Linked DNA regions of Mus musculus: all the other regions are linked to region 2. The links are chromatin contacts, called in public ChIA-PET and promoter capture Hi-C maps. All regions are on one chromosome and are shown on one strand. The core of a region is the stretch at or near the end of the contact, and the rest is flanking DNA. Distances in the headings are between cores, read along the strand shown.

Evidence for each region. Promoter capture Hi-C pulls out the DNA fragments that hold promoters and counts their contacts. ChIA-PET counts read pairs in DNA pulled down with a chosen protein or histone mark.
Region 1: a contact with region 2 is called in an RNA polymerase II ChIA-PET map of memory CD8 T cells, with 8 read pairs. The contact joins the enhancer-like site here to the promoter of 1520401A03Rik in region 2. A contact is called at or near these places in 19 of 39 promoter capture datasets (the 3T3-L1 cell line, the C10 cell line, the HPC-7 cell line and 10 more), 1 of 15 datasets of contacts at CTCF or cohesin (the NIH/3T3 cell line), 1 of 484 Hi-C or Micro-C datasets (embryonic stem cells), 8 of 115 datasets of contacts at active chromatin or transcription factors (the SCID.adh cell line, embryonic stem cells, epiblast stem cells and 3 more) and 3 of 9 other capture datasets (adipose tissue, liver and pancreatic islet).
Region 3: a contact with region 2 is called in a promoter capture Hi-C map of hematopoietic stem and progenitor cells. The contact joins the enhancer-like site here to the promoter of 1520401A03Rik in region 2. A contact is called at or near these places in 19 of 39 promoter capture datasets (the 3T3-L1 cell line, 3T3-L1-derived adipocytes, the C10 cell line and 10 more), 2 of 484 Hi-C or Micro-C datasets (embryonic stem cells and nephron progenitors), 7 of 115 datasets of contacts at active chromatin or transcription factors (the SCID.adh cell line, embryonic stem cells, epiblast stem cells and 2 more) and 3 of 9 other capture datasets (adipose tissue, liver and pancreatic islet).

The regions. Positions count from the first base shown.
Region 1 is chr17:23,619,258-23,621,957 of GRCm38.p6, forward strand. It overlaps the pseudogene Gm7912. Among named protein-coding and RNA genes, the nearest start is that of Zscan10, 20 kb to the left of the region's middle. Within about 2 kb of position 1,279, at least 22 of the 459 cell types and tissues checked have an H3K27ac peak or open chromatin away from gene starts, as enhancers often do. A contact at or near this core is called in memory CD8 T cells, where this site is marked.
Region 2 is chr17:23,725,013-23,727,712 of GRCm38.p6, forward strand. 1520401A03Rik (elastin) reads right to left here and starts at 1,439. Exons shown (of 41, transcript XM_017317755.2): 1 at 1,127-1,439. It overlaps Pkmyt1 (protein kinase, membrane associated tyrosine/threonine 1), which reads left to right and starts at 1,324. Exons shown (of 8, transcript NM_023058.3): 1 at 1,324-1,629.
Region 3 is chr17:23,635,245-23,637,944 of GRCm38.p6, forward strand. The region is part of intron 4 of Mmp25 (matrix metallopeptidase 25); the gene reads right to left. Among named protein-coding and RNA genes, the nearest start is that of Mmp25, 8.7 kb to the right of the region's middle. Within about 2 kb of position 1,432, at least 12 of the 459 cell types and tissues checked have an H3K27ac peak or open chromatin away from gene starts, as enhancers often do. A contact at or near this core is called in hematopoietic stem and progenitor cells, where this site is marked.

The DNA of each region.
Region 1 (2,700 bases), core at 29-2,528, 110 kb before region 2:
CAAATCTGTTTAATCGGGTGGTGCTTCTCATCAGCCAACTTCCCATCATCTGTCCTTGCTTTCTGGAAGCTGCTCAGAAACTCATTGAGTTTGGGCTGATTTTTTTTTTTTTTTTTTTTGATAGCCACTATTTATTTACATTTCAATTTTTTTTTTCTTTCAAGACAGTGTTTCTTTGTGTAGCCCTGGCTGTTCTGGAACTCACTCTGTATCCTCCTTCCCTGTTTCCCCTCAAAAAACTCCCTTTTCTGCCCCCCTCCTCCCTGCTTCTATGAGCGTGCTCCCCCACCCACCCACCCACTCCTGCTTCACTGTCTTAGTATTCCCCTATGCTGGGGCATCAAGCCTTCACAGGACCAAGGGCTTCTCCTCCCATTAATGCCAGATCAGGCCATCCTTTGCTACACATGCAACTGCAACCCTGGGTGTCTCCATGTGTATTCATTGGTTTAGTCCCTGGGAGCTCTGTGGTGTCTCGTTGGTTGATACTGTTGTTCTTCCTATGGTGTTGCAAACCCCTTCAGCTCCTTCAGTTCTTCTTCTAACTTCTCCATTGGGGTCCCCATGCTCAGTCCAATTGTTGCCTGGTCCTTGAGCCTGGTGTGGAAGTATCCTCACAATTGTTGTCTTTCACTTGAAGGTGAGAAGGCAACAGCCAGTAGTTGCTTGATTTCCAAGGTTTGGGATGCTTCAGCAGCTTTTCTCATCATGTCTCAGCTTTTCTTCTCCATTGTTAAAAATAGTCCTTTCAACATGCAAGCAGGAATCTCCCTGCAGGAATTGGGCTGATTTTTTAACAGAATCTCCTCGATAGGCTGCATTTTGTGAGGGCTGGCCACAAACACCTTAAAGACGTGAAAGGCTTTTACTTGGAGGTTTGGGCTTTTGTCTAGAAGCAGGTTCATCATCGGTCTCAGGTTCTCCAGCTTGTTGATATACCTGAGTCATAATGGTGAAATTGTGGCAATTCAGGATCAGCTCAACGAGCAACTTTAAAGATTGTCTCTTTGTCACGGAGTTCTCAGACTGCAGCAGTTTCTCATCATCTTCAAAAATAGTGTCATAATTCTTCTAAGAAGTCTGCTACCATCACTTTGTATCTGGTTAACAAATCCTTGAGAGTAGCAACGGCATCTGAAGCGATATCAGATGTGGACAGCGCCACGCACTTGAAGTCTCTGACTGATTAGAGAAGAGGACGACTTGACAAGTGGCTCATGTTGAAAACACTCTCTCAGCGTAATCCACAACCACACTGTAAGGCAACCTGTGGGCCTTTACAGCCTTTGAGAAGCATAAACAGGATGTGAAGATGAGAACTGACGCACTCCACAGTAGGACACCAGGTACCAATCTGTCTTCTCAGGATGTTGTTGACTATCTGGATCACATCTTTTTTTGGTGTCACCAGCAACCCCCTGCTGTGGAGCTCCTGTGCCAGCTGAGCCACTGCTTCTGGGGGTGGGGGTGGGGTCCTTGTCATTTATTCCACACAGAATTTCCTTCATTGCTTACAGAGATCTTGTCACTTCTGATGAAGCATTATCTGTCTTTTTGTCTTGCTTTTCCAAAACGGCCAGGTTGTCTTTCAGAATTTTGACAATTTCTGCTGGATTTTTGTGTGATTTACTAAACAAAGGCATTTTTTTTTCATGTATAAAAGTCTCTTCTTAGGCCTGGCTTGGTGGCACTTGCCTTTAATCCCAGCACTTGGGAGGCAGAGGCAGGCAGATTTCTGAGTTCGAGGCCAGTCTGGTCTAGAGAGTGAGTTCCAGGACAGCCAGGGATATGCAGAGAAACCCTGTCTCGAAAAAACAAACAAAAACAAAGTCTCTTCTTCCAATATGGAATGCTTAGATGTCCCTCGTCTTCCACAAATCTGTTCCAGGGCTTACAGTTTTCAGTCACTGCTCAGGGCAGTCACGTCTCTCCTTTAGTCTGCTGCCTTTGCATGACAAACACATAAGCCTCCAATCTGGAGTCTGCATCTTCCTTTTCTTTTCTTTTCTTTTCTTTTCTTTTCTTTCTTTCTTTTTTTTTTTTCTTCTTGTTTTTTTAAGAGCATCTTCATTTTCCAAGCAGCCACTACAGGTTTAAACTAAACCTTAGCTCCTGATGTTCTTTCTTCTTCACGGTGGATTTTACCGGAAGAAAGTGCTGCACCACTACACCCATAAATCTGGTTTTAAAAGCCCATGGCTCAGAAACCCATAGGCCAGAGAGAAGAAAACAATACTGTTAACTCACAGTATTGAGAAGCTTCTCAGGACAATGGGCAGCAGTTAATGCTGAGACTCAAGTGGTGCTCCTCCCTAGCCCCAGACTAAGGCTCGGGGAGCACTGAGGAAGAGGGATGGGAAGAAGGGAGGAGCAGAAGAAGGGGAAAGAGAGCTGCGAAAGGCTGGCTTCTGCACACGGCCACTCCACTGTACAGATGAGTTCACTGTAGCTCTGCTCATCCGCAAAAGCGCAAGGTCAAGCCAGTGAGAGCAGAGGCACAAGACTATTGTTGTTAGTGCTTTAGAAGACACGAGAATGCTCTGAGCCGCATGCTGTCCCCTACTTCCCCAAGCTCCATTGTCAGGCCATCTCTCTACCAGGAACATCCAGGTTAGATCCCTTTTCCTGCCCAATTCCCCAGCCCACTAAGTCCTCCTGAGCATGCCCAGTTGCCCAACAGACAATACTAACTGGACTAAA
Region 2 (2,700 bases), core at 189-2,688:
CTGAGGACAGGCATCTTGTTTCGTTTTTTTGTTTTGTTTTGTTTTAATTGAGTTTTCTTTTTCTTTCTTTCTTTTTTTAAGATTTTATTTATTTTATGTATGTGAGTACACTGTAGTTGTCTTCAGGCACACCAGAAGAAGGCATTACAGATGGCTGTGAGCCACCATGTGGTTTCTGGGAATTGAATTCAGGACCTCTGGAAGAACAGTCAGTGCTCTTAACCACTGAGCCATCTCTCCAGCCCCAGGAATATTGTTATAGTACCCACTGGCCTCCAATTCCTAGGCTCATGTGACCTTTCTGCCTCAGCCGCCTCTGTGCTTGGGGTATAGACATGTACCAGTGCAGTTTTTTGTTTGTTTGTTTGTTTTGTTTTGTTTTGTTTTTTGTTACTGTGTGTGTGTTAGTGTGTTTTAATCATTATGAATTAGACTTTGAGGAATAAATGGTTGGAAGAAGGGGAGGCCTGTCCAGAAAACGGAGCTGGCAGAAAATAGCTCTAAATAGTTGGAGAGGGACCTGTCTAGGGTTCTCAACAAGGACTAGACCAAGTCACAACTGTTCTGGCTCTCAAAGTCACTAAAGCAAAGGGAAGGGCTTGGAGGTGGGCGGTACCCCAGCTCTTGATCTCAGGCTTAAGTAGGGCCTGGCCTTCCTTCCCACTGTTGTTCCAAGAGATTGCAGGAGCATTTTAGAGAGATTGGCTATAAAGCATGATTTTTCACTTCTAGTTGAAATCAATAAAGGTCCCTTTCTCCATGAAGCAAGCTCCACCCCACTTTGTTCTGTGCAGACCTTCTTTAAAGAAATTGTCCTAGGTTCCTCGGCTCCACGTTTAGAAGAAAAGTGACAACCCATCATGTACCAGAGGTTGTGAGGCCAGGAAGTGACTGAGAGGAGTCAGTTGAGCACAAGGTTCTGAGCTAAAGGATGTAAGAATCGGCCTCAGACAGCCTATTTACAAGGAGACTCCACCGTCTTAGAACAGGCGCTACCAATCGCTATCCTGGGATGATGAAGACCGGTGTCTGAATATGCATAAGATTATAAGTAGTGGGACATTCGCTTGTGCTGTCCCCAGTGGCAACTCCTTGAGGAGATGCCACTTGGCTGCAGGGCCCTTACCTGCCCCTTTTATGGACACGAATATTAAGGCAGCCAATAGAGAGCAGCTGGTGTGGGGACCATAGTGTGAAGGCCGACAAATACCGACAGAGAGGGGCCAAGGATCGTTCCCGCCGCAATAGGCCTCGAAGAGTTGCGTCTGCGCAGTGAGAGCGCTCCGGCAAACTTCGGAGGCGGGGAGACCTCGGTGCGCACGCAAGACGCGAGGCGGGGCCAATGCCCCGGGCGCTAGACCCGCTGCACCAGGCGGGGGCGGGACCACGGGCGAGCCTGGGCGGGGCCTCGAGGCCGGTTTGGAATTTTTGGCGCGAGCTGGCTCCGCGCGCGTTCACGGGCGGTTCCCCTTCTTGGAGGGTGCTTCGTCCCGGTGTCCAGAGGCCCCGCTGCCCGACCCCGGCCTGCCTGGCCTCTGTGAGGTCCCCAGCGGCCCCCGCCGACCCGGAACCTGGGACCTCGCTGCTGCGCCACGCTGCGCCACGCTGCGCCACGCCCAGCCTCCCCAGGTGAGCCCACACCCGGGTGAGATCTCCCGGTTGCGCCGCTCTTCCGCCGGCGCCCTGGCCCGCGCTCCTGCCGCGCTGCGCCCCGCGACTGCCCTCCGGCCTCTTCTCAGTATCCGGTCACCCCCCCACCCCCCTGCAGCAGCCCCACCCCTCCGTGTCTGTCACGGGCCGGACTAGCCCTCGGATGACTCCAGGTCAGCGCTGTCGCCCACGCCCCGCCTACTCCCGCGGGTCCCCTGTCCCTTCCCATTGGGCGCTCCTTTTCCAGCACTGCCTCTCTTTCTCCCGCGGCTCTCTGGGAAGAGCCCCTCCACCCCCGGGTGACAGCCTGTTTACGCAATGGTTTGTCAGAGTTCCCCCTCGCCTACCGAACGGATTCAGCAGTGGCCCTGCACGGGAGAAACTCACAGTCTAACGCTAGATGGTGGTCAACAGATGGGTACAGCTCAGTAAGAGGGTGAGGTCCCTGGAAACCCAGTGGCTCAGGGACACTCTGTACTCAGCCGGGACTCCACTACCAACCCTTCTCACCCCATAAAAGCTGTTTGACCAGGCCAGAGGTATTAGAATGTAAATGACCAGTGATGTTGAAATGAAAATGGCATTGAGAGGGAATGGTCTCTCTGGCTGAAACAGAAGGTGATGGACTCCCAGGTGCTAGGCATGGAGACTGTATTCCTTCTTCCTTTAAAAAAAAAAAGTTTTTACTCTTTTTAATGCATGTGTATTTTTGTCTGTTTGTGCCTAGTGCCCACATAGGTCAGAAAAGGGTGTCAGATCCCTTTGGAATTGGAGTTACAGACGCTTGTGTGTCAGGGAATCAAACCTGGTCCTTTGGAAGGGCAGCAAGTACTCTTACCTCCCCCACCCACGTCCCCTTCAAGACTGTAGGTTTAATTAACAAGCATGATCGTGGATCCTTACAGAAGACCTGGGATGGGATTTGTTTTTTTTTTTCTTAGGGTGGGCATCAAATGCAGGACGCTGATGGTGCCAGGCATGTACTCTATCACTAAGCTAAAGGCCACCTCTGGGATGGGATTCTTGAAGTAAATAGATCCATAACAAGAG
Region 3 (2,700 bases), core at 182-2,681, 90 kb before region 2:
TTCTTCTTGTTGTTGTTTCTTCTTTTTACATAACTACTTAACAAACCACAACCACCAACCAACCAACCAACCCACCCACCGTCACCAACCCTCTGAAAAGTCCCCAGAATTCCAAACATCATACAATCCCAGAAACTGTCTGTAGCTGGCAAAATCACGCTCCTGCTAGAGCAGGAGGCAAACCATGGTGAACTGCTGTGGACAGTCTGAAGCAGCCCTGTATCCCCACCTGGGGTTAAAACGGAAACATGTTCTTGTATTATTTCTGTGGTTTTGTTTTTTAAAAAAATTTCAAAATTGTCACCACACAGAGATCTGCCTGCCTCTGTCTGCCAAATGCTGGGATTAAAAGTTTGCATCACCCGTGCACTCTCTTTCTCTATATGCCTCCACATCCATCCTTCTTTCGACAGACTCAGTGGTAAATGCTTAAACACATCATCCTGAAACACTCTCTGGACCTGGCTGCCAGGATTCCAGCCACACTAGGTTCTGCCCTTGCTTCTTGGCCATTCGGTGATCACAGCCTCCACTTTCTCGATTCTTCTCACACAAAACTCTACTTTGGGATCCTCACATCCATGGAGATGTGATTTACAGGCGCAGAAAGGTCACTTGTCCCCACATAACCAAATCCTAGCCAGTTAATATTTGTTTGTGGTGTGGCAATGTCTAACTACTTCCTGTTTTCTCCCTACCTCCATTGTTTTAGGTTTGGGGTCTTGTTCTAGACCGTGTCTCTTGCTTGCTGGCCCAGAACTCTCGAGATTGTTCACCGGCTGGTCACCTGTATGGATCACCCTGCCTTTGCCTTCAAGTGCCACTACTTCTTAACTTTGAGGCTCTCCACTGCTCTTTTCTTGACTTTCAAATTCTCCCATTTCTTCTGGGCAGCCTTGCTGATCCCTGTCCCCAGACCAGTGTGCACAAGTAAGAAGGAAACGAGCCACCGGACACTCTCCTTACTTCATCTCTAGCTGAGGAAGCAGTGCAAGAAGGCAATGTCATCTGCACTTATCGCAGTGGCGGAAGCTGAACTGAGTCAGCTTCGAAGCTGACCTATTTGCACTGGAGATGTGTGTGGCTCAGTAACAGAGCACTTGCCAGGTCTGCACAGCCTGCATCCCGAGCCTCACAGTGTTGCTGGATACTACTTCCTTACAGCAAGTGCTCCACAGAGCCTGGGCACCAGACCTAGCTGTCTCCTCCCGGTCATCCTACCCCAACACAGCACACGACCGACTGGACAGGACTGAGAAGAGCTGGCCCACATCCTTGCTCAGCTGTATCACTTCTCTCTCCTGCTACCTTTGCCCCTGAGAATTTACTTGCTTAAGAATTTCTATCTGTTATTACTACTACTTTTAGGCCTGAACTGCTTGAGTCAGCTGACAAATTCTATGGTGTAAAGTTCAGAAACAAGGTTAGTCATATTGATGTGATCACAGCAGAGATGGCCAAAGATTTTGTAGAAGACGATACCACACATGATTAACTGAAGGATAATGCTTGCTGTCTTGGAAGATGTGTATAATAATGTGGTCCATACCCAGGAACTGTACATTTTAAAACTAAGTATTTGGTTATTATTAAGTTTTTGGATTTAGAGTACACAGTCCTTTTATACTTGTCTTTGTATTTTATAAGCTCCCCTGTAATGTTACATTTCTACATATAGCTGAGGAATTTTATTTCCTATGCGACTTTTTGTAAAGTGTCCTCCTATTTTAAATCTTTTGAGATATTCTAAATATTCTTCCCAATTATTTTATAGCTTCTATTAAATAATTGGTTTGTGACTAAAAAAAAAAAAAAAAAAGAATTTCTATCTGGCAGGGAGAGGTCGTGGCGCACACCTTTAATCCCAGCCCCCGGGGAGGCAGACATGTGGAGTTCAAGCCTAGTCTAGTCTATAGAGAGTAGAACAGCCAGGGCTAGGTAGAGAAACCCTGTCTCAAGGAAGGGAGGGAGGGAAGGAGGGAAGGAGGGAGGCAGGGAGGAAGGAAGGAAGGAAGGAAGGAAGGAAGGAAGGAAGGAAGGAAGGAAGGAAGGAAGGAAGGAAGGAAGGAAAGAAGAAATTTTTCTGTCTGGAAACAAAAAATACAAGAGGGAAAAAAATGGGGGTTCGGTGCAGGAATCAGAGAGGACAAGGGAAGAAAATAATTTCCACCTGAACCTCAACTTCTGGGAAACCTGACCAGGGACAGAACTAGGAGTCCAAGTTCTGCATGTGTGTCTGGGTGAGAGTGTTGGCAACCCTGGAAATAAAGTTACACAAAGTTATGAGCTGCCATGTGGGTGCTAGGAATTGAACCCAGGTCCTACAAAAGAGAAGCCAGTGTTCTTAACCTCTGCACCACCTCACCAGCCCCAGGGATGCAGGTTCTAAAGAGGATGTTTATGCTCTGTGCTACCTGCACTTTCTGCCCACCTACTGCTTCCTCTCCAACGACCCTATCTAATAGTATCAGTCTTGTAGGATGCTGAGCTGAACCTGGACCATGTCATCCTCCCTGGCACCAGAACTAGAGATCACAATCTGGGCCTGCTCCAACCTCCCTCAGATCTAGCCCTCCGCCATCGCCCCCATATTCTCTTCCCTAGACTTTGTCTACTCCCACCACTTTGCCTTTCTCCACTCCATCTCCTCATGCATCCAGGACCATTTCTAGGATGCAGAACTACTTGATGTGTCCTCAG